2 separate regions of the Mus musculus genome follow, and region 1 is linked to region 2. A link is a contact called in public promoter capture Hi-C data. All regions are on one chromosome and are shown on one strand. Each heading gives the region's core, a stretch centred on a gene start, on an enhancer-like site or on the middle of the called end of the contact. The rest is flanking DNA. Distances are from core to core; before and after follow the strand shown. Region 1 holds the start of 1700045H11Rik (RIKEN cDNA 1700045H11 gene). Region 2 overlaps Rere (arginine glutamic acid dipeptide (RE) repeats).

Evidence for each region. Promoter capture Hi-C pulls out the DNA fragments that hold promoters and counts their contacts.
Region 1: a promoter capture Hi-C map of hippocampal neurons shows a contact between it and region 2, with 4 times the contacts expected there. The contact joins the promoter of 1700045H11Rik here to the enhancer-like site in region 2. A contact is called at or near these places in 1 of 39 promoter capture datasets (hippocampal neurons), 3 of 484 Hi-C or Micro-C datasets (cerebellum, cerebral cortex and cortical neurons), 1 of 115 datasets of contacts at active chromatin or transcription factors (astrocytes) and 2 of 9 other capture datasets (adipose tissue and macrophages).

Annotation. Positions count from the first base shown.
Region 1 is chr4:150,853,579-150,860,866 of GRCm38.p6, forward strand. It overlaps 1700045H11Rik (RIKEN cDNA 1700045H11 gene), which reads right to left and starts at 1,371. Exons shown (of 4, transcript NR_040649.1): 1 at 1,248-1,371. Errfi1 (ERBB receptor feedback inhibitor 1) reads left to right here and starts at 1,492. Exons shown (of 4, transcript NM_133753.2): 1 at 1,492-1,693.
Region 2 is chr4:150,335,721-150,342,404 of GRCm38.p6, forward strand. The region is part of intron 1 of Rere (arginine glutamic acid dipeptide (RE) repeats); the gene reads left to right. Among named protein-coding and RNA genes, the nearest start is that of Rere, 57 kb to the left of the region's middle. Within about 2 kb of position 3,706, at least 56 of the 459 cell types and tissues checked have an H3K27ac peak or open chromatin away from gene starts, as enhancers often do. A contact at or near this core is called in cerebellum, cerebral cortex, cortical neurons and 1 more, where this site is marked.

The DNA.
Region 1 (7,288 bases), core at 121-2,620, 520 kb after region 2:
TTTCTTTTTAAAAATCCAGTGCATCAGGCCTTGAGTTTAAAGTTAAGGCCTTTGAGTTCAATTAAAAAAAAAAATCAAGTCAATACTGGAAGAAGCAACTTGGTTCGTGGGGCACAAAGTTAATAGTTAACCAGATAATGAGGCCAGCACCTCATTCCATATGTTAAACTGGCTCAATTAGGTGGTGCTAAGCCTATAACTATCAGGCATTCTTGCTGCAGTGCAGGAAGGGCTCTGTGTGCGGACCACAGAGGTCAGCCATAGGTCTGCGCTCTCTACTCTGTGGAGTGCCATTAAGAGGAATTTGTACTAGTCCAAACTGGAGGGCTTCTGTCTGTTTGCCTTTTTTCTTGAACTACTCTGGTTTATCATTGTATTATTTATTTTACGGTTAAACTATAAACCTAAGTTGCATCACCGGATTTCTGCCCCACGAACCCTCCTCCCTGTAGACTTGATGGCGTTTTGTCCTTGGGCATCAGCGGCCACCCTGGGGCCAAAAGACATGGAGAACAGCACTTTGACAGGTAAGCCAAGAGGGCTGGGGGCAGGTTTGGGGGAGGTGCCCGGGATCAGCCTAGCCTTGCTGGAGGCCAAGCCAAGTACAGAGGAGCCTGGAGTGAGGCCTCCCTGATCCTGCCCACACAGCATGGCCCACTGCCCAGTCCCCTTTGTCCTTCACCTTTCTGCGCTGCCCCTCACCTTTCCATTCTGTCCCTTCCTTTCCCACACCGTCCCTTAACTACCTAGATCAATTAGTGAGGTTCTCTATAAGTCCCGCAGTGCCTCACACTGCTCCTCACTGCCCCTCCATCCCTTATTGTCCTTAGCCAGACACTCCCTGCCCCTTCCTGTCTTCAGACGCATTTTGTCCCTTACTGCCCCTCAGTCCGCTGCCCTCTTTCCCAGAGACCACTTTCTTCATGGTCATCCATCCCTGGTTGTAGCGCCCTTCATCTCTCTCGCATCATCACAGCAGTCCCTCGTTGTTCCTCACCGTCCCCCTCCGTTCTTCATCACTCTCCTCGCCATCCCTCGACCATCCCTCGATATACATACATACATACATACATACATACATACATACATACATACATACATACATACACACACACACACATATATACACCTCGGGGTGCCCCTCTCCTCTCCAATCCCCATTTTCTCCCGCTCCCTGAGTTTCTTGGATCCAAGTGCATCTCAGCGTCACTTCCCTCCCCGGGGATGGAAACAGGGCCGCTCACAACCTTCTAAGGAAAACTCGGTGTCCTTAGGCTAGGCAGCTCGCACAGAGGCGGCCCAAATAGAAACGTCCCCTCAGGAGACGAGGCTGCTAGCGCCGCCCGGCGGGCCCCACGCAAACTCTTCGGTAGCGGCATCGCCCCTTTAAGCGTCCGCCCGCCCGGATTGGCTGCGTGAAGGAGGCGGGGCTGCGGGCGTTGACGTCACGTTGTCGCTCACCGTATAAATACGGGCGTCGGCTGCGCCGGCGTCGGCGGCCGAGTGCGAGGCGCGGAGCGTGAGCTGTGCGAGCGAGCGAGCGCGAGCATAGCCTGCGAGCGAGCAGAGAGAAAGAGCGAGGGCAAGAGAGCGGCGAGGCGCCTGCGCGATGCTCGGGCCCCTAAGCCCGCGGCGCTGAGCCAGCCGGGACGGACATGCGCGGGAGGGCGCCGCGGGGTCCCGCTCCCTTGGGGTAAGGGGCCTGGCGGGCGTCGGGAGACGTGGGGCCGGGGCGCGGAGGGCGGGCGGACGGGCGGTGGGCTGGAGCCGGAGCCTCCGGCACTCCGCTTCCCGGGATGGGCCGGGGTGCGTGAGGAGCGGCGGGCCGCGGGCGCCCTCGGCTTCTCGCCGGGGCCATGCACCGGCGCGCACACGACACGTCTCCACAGCCTGGGGCTCCGGAGCGGCGGCTCCACGGTCTTCCCGGTGCAGCTGCGGCCCAGGGATGCGGTGGAACTGCTGCGGCCCCCTCCATCTTCCCTCTCACCCCGCGCACCCGTCGGTCCGGCCCGGAAAGCTTCTGCGAGAAGCTGTCGCGGGTGGGCTCGGAGATTGCTAGTCCCTGGTTGGTACCAGTCTTGAGTCTCGGTGAGACTCGGCGACGAAGGTCATTCCCCTTTAAAAAAAAATATTTGTTTTAATTCATCCGAGTTGTTCCGTGGCCTTTTCCTCTCCAGAAACATGATTCTTTGCCTTAAATGACTTATATATTAAAGGAGTGAAAATGCAGACAGAACTGTTCAAACGCCAAGGCTCCTTGGCAGTATCCTGTTTTTATACGTATATCCTATCTTTGTTCAAATTAATCGTGATTGGTGGTGCTGGATGGGTGCTTCCTCAGTCTTTATTAGGATTTCATCATTGCTTGAAAGAAACCAGTCTCCTACCTGATAAAAATGTGAATAGATTGTTAGTCATAAACTTAAGTGTAGTAAGAATAGAGACTGTAGCTTTAAAAGAGATGTGACGGGAGGTACACCTGTAGCACAGGTAGGGCAGGACTGGTTTCCAGGCAACTGTCAGGGGTGAAGAAAGGTGAGGTATAAATTGCCTTTTTTTTTTTTTTCATCCTGGAAAAAAAAAGAAAAAAGAAAAGTTCTACAGTTTTACACTTCCTTAAGTCTATACAGGTATAGTGAATATGCATCTATTAAGACTGGGACATTTTTGAGTTCACTGTGGTGGCTCTTGCCTTTAAATTTTTTTTTTTCTTGAAACATGGAGATTTTAAGAGAGATTTTACCAAAATAGAGACCAAAGATAATCTAAATACCTTTATCAGTAAAAGAGCAAATTTTGTAAGGAATAAGCTGGTTTCGTACTAACCTGTCAACTCTGGCGGATATTATCAGGTTTGAGAGGAAATACATGAAGATGTTTAAAAAGGCTGGGCACTCTGTCATGGCCTTCACTCCCTCTCCTGTGCACTGGTGGACATTTGCTGATCAGTGGTAAAAATCTCAAACTGTAAATCTGTATCTTGGCAAATAAATCAGATGGTAAACTCCTTAAGGGCTGGAAAATGCCCTGAACAGCTCTTATTTTACACAGCCTTGAATATAGTTCATGTTGATTAAATACATGCAGGAAAGCATGGTTTACATTTTAAGGCTTAACAGGATTGGTCCAAGAACTGATAAGGTTTGGAAAGAAAATCTGTTGTTCCTTGTTAATAGCTGCTATGAAATGTCTGGATTTCTCATATTTTTGAGAGGTAGAATTATTGTTTTTTAATGAGTTGGATTTCCTACTTTGGGTTCATAGTAGATACTGGTGAGCCTTTTGTATGACTTAATTATGTCGTAGTCTCTAGGTGTTTTATGTTTTATGAAACTGAGTCTTTATTGCCACTTCTCCAAAGCTGTACTAGATGAATACTGCCTTTCAGCTCATACTAATAGTAGCTTTTAAAAGCAAGTTCCCTAAATTACAGGTGCACCACACCAGCTTGCAACTGACCTGATTGTCAGCATACCTACATCAGGTTGCTTTGGAAAGGCAAGCAGAGGAGGGAAAGGTGGTGCCCAGGGTAATTCTAGGAATTTGAATGTCCCTGGCTCCCTCTACCAGAGAAGCAGCTCTGCTCCTAATCTCCATAAATATGAACTGGTGCCTCACCATCCAGATGCACGTAGATAGCATCCTTTGCAGACATTTGGCCAGGACATGGGAAAGCTAATGAACAGTAACTAGATAAAAACCATCCACCTGTGGTATTCTGGCATCATTCCCACAGTTTAAACTTGATGTGGATAAAACTGGTGAACTTCAGGGTCTAAACTATAAATTACTAGCTTAACAGGATGGGTGTTAAGAAAAAAAAGTGTGGGATTCAAACTTCAAAAGACAAGATTAGGAGTCTTCATTGATATTTTAGTCAATTCCTTTGTACTGTAAAATTGGAGTGGGACTATTGCAAAGTGACTGATTTCCCAGGCCTTGCTGAATATATCTTTAAAATGTGGAATTCGAGCCCTTTTCAGTTTGGAAATAGGATGGTTAGCTTCCTGCTCAAAAGCTCTTACAACCCATAGCTAAGAAGAAACTTCACAAGTTACAGATTCTTAATTCACATGTTCTTTTCTGGCCTCGTCTCATGGCTGGCTATGTTATTTAAGAAATCAGTTCTTAGCACTGTGGCACACACCTTTAATCCTAGCAGTAGCACTAGGCAGAGGCAGGCAGATCTCTAAGTTCTAAGGCCAACCTGGTCTACAGAGTGATGTCTGGACAGCTGGAGCTACAAAGAGAAAGCTTGTCTGGAAAACCAAAACAAAAAACTAAATAAAAAAAGGAAATCAGTTGTGAATGTCGCCTATCTGTGGAGGCCTCCCCTGACCACCTGTGTAAATAAGCTCTCTGCCTCCTTATCCTGCCATTGTGCCCTGCTCATTTCCTTGAGAGATAACCCCATGTGAAATTATCCTCATCCTCGTTAGATGGCCTCATCAGCCAACAACCATTTTTCTTCATCTGATGAATCTAGTCCAGAAGAAGCATTCCTATGTATTTGTGAAAATAAATGTTTGCTTTCTTAGAGTTTGACCTGAAGAAAGCTGAGTTCCAGTTCCTGTCATTGCAGGTAGCTAGCACATAGGTCTTATGTAGCCCTCCTTTTTATAGAAACATGATTTTAGGTCAGCAAGAATATTAGGAGAACCAAGGCTATTGCCTAAAATGACGATAGAAAGGAGGAGTGGGTGAAGAGAGCGCTGGCTGGCTGACAGCGCAGAACAGCCCAGGTAGGATGCTTCAGTCAGCAGGGTGTCTCAACTCACTTCATTTCTTTAAAGCAAAAATGGAGATTATAATTCCTGCCTCTTACAGGGATGTGTAGATAGTATATAAGAGAGAGCTTTGTAATTTGTAGAGTGCTTTACAGATAAAAGAATCCTATTACTGAATTTCAGGATTTTTTTAAAAATTATTTATTTTTATTTATATGAATACACTGTAGCTATCTTCAGACACACCAGAAAAGGGCATCAGATTCCATTACAGATGGTTGTGAGCCACCACGTGGTTGCTGGGAATTGAACTCAGGACCTCTGGAAGATCAGTCAGTGCTCTTAACTGCTGAGCCATCTCTTCAGCCTGAATTTTAGGTTTTGTGATAGAGCAAAGTTATAATGGTTTCATTGGGATCCATGCAATGAGAGAGTTTAAAGGAAGCTTCTTGGATATATGTGGTAAACCTGTGCGAGGTCAGAGACTATGTCTGAGATTCCATTGTGGCGAGGCATTGTATCAGTAAAGATGAAAGAGCATCAAAAGAATTATTCCAGTTGGTCATAGATGATTATACCTTGATCTGCCCATTTTAGATATCTAGGCCAAGTATATAACTGATAACTTTTAGTAGGAAAATGTGAGGAAGTGAAATGGGAACTTTCATAGGCTACAGGTTATCTAAGGGAACACCAAATAGAATCCCTCCAAAAAATGTACCTGCCTTATTCAGAGGAGTCAAGTGTGTATCTTAAGTCATTTTGTTCCAGTAATTTGAAGAGCCTAAGACTTTAAAAGAGAGGCTGTGGTATGGTCGAGAGCATAAACTTTGAGGCCAAGCTTCCTGAAGTAAGCCGTGGCATTACTGTGGCTCACCGGAGCCGAGTCAGATCTAGTTGCAGAAGCTCCTCGTCTGTCATTGAGAGTAGTGTCCCACCTACCTTAGGGCTGCTACAAGGATAAAACTGAAAACCTTCCTGACAGACAGTATCCTATGAATGTCATTATCATCACCTATGTATTAATTTTAACTCTCCTGAGTTGTCCATTGGGTTATTTAAATGCTTGTTAAATAAACTTGAAGTTTTAAAGACTCATTTCCCATCATTAGCCCATTGTGGTCATTGTCATTAAGATTACAACAGAATCCACACATCATTCACAGGTACAGTGCATTGCATATGTCGGAAAGAAATGCTCTTCCATGCCGTGTGTGCTTGCCTGTGTCTGTGGATGGTACTGTTGATTGTTGTGCTCTGTAGGAAAAATACCAATGACAAAACAATACAGTGCTGTTGCCCTGCTTGTAATTGTATCTCCCTAAAATCCTGAGGGACAAACTGAATCACAAGGCTATTGAGACAGGAGTTGAACTAATGGGGCTTTCACCAGCTTGCTATTTCTTAAATACTTAGCTAGGCGTTTTCGGAATTATTGAAGAAGTTTCATCATTTGGCTTTTATTTTGTCAGTCTGGAGATAAATTCTTTTCCTTGTGGCCTCCATTTTCTCCACCTGTAAGTGGATCAGTATGTGTGGGGCACATAGAAGGTCATCTAGTGGAGGCGAGAACACACAAACCATCCTTTCTTTGCATCCTTTTGGACAGCATTTATGAAATATTTGCTGAAGCTATCACATCTTACTTGATTCCATGCATGAGCACTGTAGTTGTGTTTTATTTTAGAAGTCATTCATGCAGCTAATATAAAGGCGAGTTCTGCTTTTCTATGGTAAACTTATAACAAAGAAGTTTCCTTAGCCTGGCTCCCTTCTTTCCTTAACCCCAAATCATAGCTTTTAAAATTAAATCTGAAAAACTTTGAATTCAGGCCTTTGCTCTTGAAATATCTGTGCAAACGCCCTTTTGCTTTCAGTAAATAAGTGTAGATTATATCACCTGCTTGATTCAAAGACACAGAAGAGTCTTTGCTGCGTTTAACAGTTTGTTACCTTAACTTCCACAAACCAGGAAGACACATGCTCGCTATTTACAGCCAAAATGTGTAAGACATTGACTAGAAGTATGATGGATCCCATGATTTTTAGATCCTCCTGTGTAACAGGATAATGCTGAGTGCAGGTAGATGCTAAGTCATTTTTCTCCATTATTAATTTAAGTCCACAACACAGCAAATAAAACTGATTTCCATTTCCTCTCATTTTCTCGGCGAGCATAGGAAGTAGTATATTTGAGGAAGATCCAAAGTAATGAAAGGTGGCAACGTTTCTAATCGGTGTCTTCCGATAAACTTGGCTCTATAGTGAAGTTGTCTTCCCTGATTATGGAAGTAGCTAGGTAGGCAATTGTTAAACGCAGCTGGAAAGACCATTTATCACTCTGAATAAACAGAAATCAGGTTCTAGAACCAGATTGAAAGAAGGAAATTACATCACACTCTTAAATAAGGAAGCACTGGGCAGAACTGGATGAGTTGTAAGACAAAAATGTGCCCCTCCTCCTCTCATGGACTGCTCCTGAGATGTATTAATAAGATCTTGTGGCAAGGTAAGCATATCTAGGTTACTGCCTTAAGGTAGCCTAGCTTTGTGTGTTAAAG
Region 2 (6,684 bases), core at 2,456-4,955:
CAGGAGCTGCAGAGCAGTCTGTTTCTCTTAGTTTGGTACTAAGTTATTGTCAGCATAAATGATCTGGAATGAGTTTCTTGGTTTTTTGTTTTGTTTTGGTTTGGATTTTTTGGGTGCCGTCGATTTCCTGTAAAGGAAATAGGTTTGGTTACTTGAAATAGTGTGGTATAGGAAAGGAGACTGAATACTCATTAGGTTCCAGAGTTCATCTAGGTGCTTTGTTGAGCATCATTTACATTGCTCTTCAATAGGTTGTTTGCAGTTGCTTTGGACTTTCCTGAATTCCTGCTCTTTACTTGTGTTTGATAGACTTCTGTGATCCTGAACTGCTGTTGAAAGGATCCTGGAAATACCATAATCCCTGTCTCTTATAATTAGGAGACAATGTGAAAAGTTCCTTTTCTTTTCTCGCACTCTCCCTCCCTTCCTAGTTTGCAAAATCTTCTTTAGGTAGAAGGATTGGAAATCAGGGGGCTGTCCAGGCAGTGGTGGCGCACACCTTTAATCCCAGCACTTGGGAGGCAGAGGCAGGCAGATCTCTGAGTGAGACCAGCCTTGTCCACACAGCGAGTTCCAGGACAGCCAAGACTACACAGAGAAACCCTGTCCAGGGGGTTGTGGGGGGCAGGCAGGCGGAGGAGGAGGAGGAGGAGAAGGGTGGGGAGGAGAGAAATAAGGGGTCTAGAGATGCTCAGCAGTAAGGGCCCTGGCTGCTCTTTCAGAGGACCCAGGTTTGATGCCTAGTAACCCACATGGCAGCTCCCAACTGCCTGTAACGCCAATTCCAAGGGAATCTGACGCTTTCTTCTGATTTCTGCAGATACCACCAGGCATGCATGTCGAGCCAGACATACCTGCAGGCAAAGCACCCCTACACATAAAGTAAAATAGATTAAAAACCATCAAAGCTAGCTGTGTTGGTTCATACCTTTACTCCTAGTGCCCATGCGGCTGAGGCGATGGAATTGCTATTTCAAAGGGTGGGTTCAACAATATGGTTCAGCAAGTAAGAGCACTTGTCAGACATTCTTATGATCTGAGTTCTAGCCCTCAATCCCACATAAAGGAGAGACCCCAGAATTGTCCTCTGACCTGTAAATGTTGCTGTGTTGTTCAAGGTGTGTCCTCCTCCCCCATCATGAACAAACACAGATTTTGCTTTTCTTAGAGAAAAATCATATTCAAAGTTCAGCTTCATACTTTTTTCTTTGGAAAGACTTTTTAAAAAAAGCTCATGTGAAGAGTAGCCCAAAAAACAGCCAGAGTGGAGCCTGAGTCCAATGTCTCGGTGAAAAGCTGTTTTTGCTGCTTCTGACCAATGGACAAACAGGTTACATTTCCTCTGTGTCATCTTCATATGTAGAATGGGATAACTAGTCTTTTAAAATTTTAGACCATCCTTAAAGTAACATCAAGAGGATAAAGTGTTTCAGATCTGTGGTTTGTTTGTTTGTTTGTTTCTCTCTCTCTCTCTCTTTCTCTCCCTCTCTCCCTCCCTCCTTCCCTCCCTCCCTAGCTTGGTATTGATCTGGTATATGACTAAATGATGTAATCATTAGTAGTCCCTGTGGACCCACCCCCTTTTTAAGAAGGAAGGATTCCTAATGATTTGATGTGAAAATACAAAATATAAAGGAAGGGTTTTTTTGTGGATGCCTGGAGAATTAACACCAGTCTCTGGTGTTGTGTAGGAATAAGCAGAGGAATCTAGGCCTTTGAGGACAGTGGGTGGGATGGATATTCTGCATATTCTGCATTTGGTGTTGAGAAACACTCCTCAGGCTTGACTATAAATGTTTCATGGGTGTGTTTAGGAGCTTTGGAAAAATGGGATTTGTTCTTTTTGTCTTCCATCCAGGAAGTTTCTATGTAAGTCCAGGTAGTATAAACTCGCTTTCTGTAAGAACATTGTTCTTCTTACCATAGGTTGTTCTTTATCAGGACACAAAATAGCTTCATGTTTAAAAACATCCCCCTCCTTTTTTAAATTTTATTTTTTTTGAAAGTTTAATTTCTTGTGGTCAGGCTGAGCCTCCATGACTGCTCTGGAAGTGCTGGCCACGACTCTGAGGGCCCGCCCGCTCCTTGAGATCCCAGCTGCCGGGCAAAAGCATGCTGTTTCTGTAGATGCGGATGGAGAAGAGCCCTCCTCTTACTTAACTTTTGTAGTGACTGTAGGAGAAGATACTACAGAAAAGCCAGAACCAGAGTTGGTGCTGTCAACTCTACTAGAAGAGCTAGTATTTTATTTTATTTTTTTGTTTTTGTTTTTTTCCAGACAGGGTTTCTCTGTATAGCCCTGGCTGTCCTGGAACTCACTTTGTAGAACAGGTTGGCCTCAAACTCAGAAATCCGCCTGCCTCTGCCTCCCGAGTGCTAGGTTTAAAGGCGTGTGCCACCATGCCCTGCTATTATTTTATTCTTAAAGGACTTTAAATAATTATGCACCTCACTGTTGACTGCTGACCACTGCCAAAAGAACTTTGTCTGACCAAGGCTGAGTGTAGCCTAGCTATTGGTAGTGAGAACTGGGCACACTTGGAGAAGTTTGGTGAGATTCTTTCTTGACAACAAAACATTCTCTGATAATCTTCCTTTTGTATAGTGATTAATTTTGGGTACTGTTTCTGTGTCTGTTTCCTTTATAAATCTTGGTGATTACTGAAGAGATAGGTGGGAGGAACTGTCCTTAGAAGGCACACACTTTTTTTTTTTTTAAAGATTTATTTATTTATTATATGTAAGTACACTGTAGCTGTCTTCAGACACACCAGAAGAGGGAGTCAGATCTCATTATGGATGGTTGTGAGCCACCATGTGGTTGCTGGGATTTGAACTCTGGACCTTCGGAAGAGCAGTCGGGTGCTCTCACCCACTGAGCCATCTCACCAGCCCGGCACACACTTTTTTTGTAGTTCAGTTTGTATTCTACTATTATTTAAAATGTTTGCTGTTTTCTTCTCTGTCATCTTTTTCTTTTTCCTTTTTCTTTCCATGCTACTGTTGTTTTTCATAATCATTTTTACTAACAATCCTCATCAAGAGCCAAAAGATTTTAAGTAGCATTGACTTAATTATATTATACTTGTACTAGAGAATGAAAACATGTATATGCATATATTAATCAGAAGCATTTAAATTCATTTTTGAGAAATACTGATTAAATTATTAGTTTCCTTTTTGGGAAAATGTCTGGATAGTGGAGGAACCTTGTTGAAAATTGGTATGACATCTTTCTTAGTGTATTTTCTGTCTGCTCTGTAAAGCTTTTGGCAGTTACAGAAGATCCAGAGAATCTAGCCCTCTTGGGGAATTCCCCGCGGTCCTGACTTTGAAGCGTTGTGGTTGCTACAGTTACAGTGATCTGTGCTGCAGGGGACATGTGCACCGAGCTCTGTTTCCAACAGGAGGCCTGCCATATGCCGCACCTCTCCTTTTCTCAGCAGCTTGTAAAAGGCATGCTTGGATGTTTACTGTCTACTATGTGAGCTGTCATGCTAGAGAAAGCAGCATCCCAAGATGCTGTGCCTAAATAACACTGTTTGCTTTTAGCATCTTAAGGCATTGCTACTAAGTGTGATCCCATCAATAGATGAAACTGTATCTTTGTTTTAATTCTGGTTTTAAAGGCACTGTTATGTCTTTCATGTTAGTCAGTGGCAAGAATATGCTTTTATCTAGTAAGTAGAAAAAAGGATGGCAGAGCAGAAGGGTGTGGGAGGGACGATATGGAACTGCCAGGCAGAACTGGGCAGCATGACGGGGCATCACTCCCATGTGCTTATGGCCACTGAGTCCCTAAGGAATGAGTGTTTTCCTATTCTGATTCCCGATGGAAAACTGAGTTTCCCCTCCTCATCTTCCCCTTCTCAGCTTTTGGGAGGAGACCTTCTTATTGAAGGTGTAAAACAGTAGGACATGTCAGTGTTTAACTGGAGTGTTTAGCAGCTCTGAAGGGAGCAGAGTAGGTTTTCATGGACACTTAAAATAAAACACAACAAAAACCAAAACACTCAGGCAGGAGGCTCACTCCTGTACTCTCAGTTGAGCAGGAGGGTCATGAGATTGATGTCAGCCTGGACTGCAGAGTGAGACCAACCATGTCCTTGTAAACAAACAAGGAATTTAATTTTTCAGTGTTATTCTGGAAAAAAATAAGTTTTGTACTTCCCCTGATAAGAGCTAGTAGCGATTCTAGAACTACTATCCATATTACAGAGAGCTGAAACTCACGCTAAACTAAGAATTAGCAGCTTTAGTTGTTCTTTGTAGAAGTTAATAGCTGTCTGTAAGAATGTTAGAAACTTAACTCCTTTTTTGTTAAAAAAGATTAATTTATTATTATGTGAGTACACTCGCTGTAGCTGTCTTCAGAAGACACCACCAGAAGAGGGCGTCAGATCTCATTACGGATGGTTGTGAGCCGCCATGTGGTTGCTGGGATTTGACCTCAGAACCTTCGGAAGAGCAGCCAGTGCTCTTAACGGCTAAGCCAGCTCTCCAGCTCTGAAACTTAACTCTTTATTCCCAATTATTAGGTTCTTTTTGGAACTGTCTGTGGCATTTGCTAGAAGCAGACTCAGTGAAAGAGTGTTGAGAGACTGAGGAAGAGTACTGCTGCCCCGAGTGGTGACCGGGCGCTGAGGCAGAGACCGTGGTGGGCGGGGGCCGTGGAGTGGAGATAACTTCTTGAAAGGAAGGGCATAAAGATCTGAATTTAGTTAGCTCCATTCCACAGTTCAAGCCTTCGACTCTGGCCTGAGTGGTCAAGAAGGTGCTGAAAGAGCTTGGGTATATTCCCGCTTGGCTCTTCTAAAATGACTCGGTTTTAGACACTCAGTAGCTGTGCTGATCAGAGACAACAGCTTGCATATGCATGCTGTACCGTGCTGGGCCTTGCCTTCATCTTCTTCAACAGCATCCGTGTAGCAAATCACTATTGACTACGTTTGTCTTCGTTCTCTAAGTATAGCCTTCTCTTAACATCTTCATTCAGCTTCTGTTTTTTGTCATCCTGTAATCTGTTTTTCATGGCAGGATAGGTGAGCTTTTCAGAAATGTAGATCACACCATTCTCTTATAAGACCTTTGTTTCTCATCCCATTGGGAGCACAATTACATTTCTTGCTATGGCCCTAGGCTGGTTCTGGCCTTTCTAAGTTTCTCACAAAACCCGTGGTCGGTGCCCATCTTGCACTCAGCTGCGCTTAAATTGGTGTCTAGTCTGTTGCTTGAGGAGCTGACAAGCCAGGGCTTACTTCAGTGCACTACTTTCACCATAACTTCCTGTCTGGAGTTCTTCATCACTGGGCTCTTGGTTTGGGTTTCTGTCTTATGATTTGGACTCCACTTCAGTCTTGGTCAGCAGGAAAGCTCTCCAGACCACAGTCTGAAGTGAAGCCATCGGCCTGTTACTTTGCCTGTTTCTTTGCTTCAGTTATATTGACTCTTATGTAAGTGTTTTCCAACAATATTTGCCACCTATGCCTGTAAATTCCATTAAACATCAGCTATAGTTGAATTCTTGTAGCAGGAAAAGTTCTCAACATGCTAAGCTCCCCAGACAAACACAAGCAAGCTGACGCTGCTGCTGTGTAATTGTGTTACAGTTTGTAGGAAGTGGTTTGGAAATCTGGGTTTTAATCCCGACACCACTTGCTATGTGTCTTAGTCAGGGTTTCTCTTCCTGCACAAACATCATGACCAAGAAGCAGTTGGGGAGGAAAGGGTTTATTCAGCTTACACTTCCACATTGCTGTTGATCACCAGAGGATGTCAGGACTGGAACTCAAGCAGGTCAGGAAGCAGGAGCTGATGCAGAGGCCATGGAGGGATGTTATTTACTGGCTTGCTTCCACTGGCTTGCTCAGCCTGCTCATGCTCTCTCTCTCTCACTCTCTCTCTCTCTCTTTTCTTTTTTCTTTTTTTTTCTTTTTCACGACAGGGTTTCTCTGTATAGTCCTGGCTCTCCTGGAACTCACTCTGTAGACCAGGCTGGCCTCGAACTCAGAAATCCACCTGCCTCTGCCTCCCGAGTGTTGGGATTAAAAGATTAAAGGCGTGGGCCACCACGCCCGGCCAGCCTGCTCTCTTATGGAACCCAAGACTATCAGCCCAGAAATGGTCCCACCCACAAGGGGCCTTTCCCCCTTGATCACTATTGAGAAAATGCCTTACAGCTGGATCTCATGGAGACATTTCCTCAACTGAAGCTCCTTTCTCTGTGATAACTCCAGCTGTGTCAAGTTGACACAAAACCAGCCAGTACACTATGTGACCTTGGATGTATTACTTTTAAACTTTTTCACCTCTTATTCTTGTCTAAAAGTTCTGATAACAATAATTACGGTTCTGTTCGTTTTGTGGAGTGAAGGTGATGTTTCAAGGAGTAGAAGATTAAATGTTGGAAGACAAGATAAACACAGGGCACGCAGCACTTTACATCTTAATTAAAGATTGGCCATTATTATCACCTTTTTTCCCCTTGGCCCTGAATTGCCTGATTAGAGAACCATTTGTTGGCCAAGTTGTGGTGTTGCACACTTTTAATCTCAGCACTCTCTTTAATCTCTTTTTGAGATGGGGTCTTGCTGTGTTGCCCTGGGTGGCCCAGAGCTTGCTGTGTAGACCAGACTGGCCTTCAACTCACAAAGAGCTACCTGCCTCTGCCTCTTCAGTGCCAGA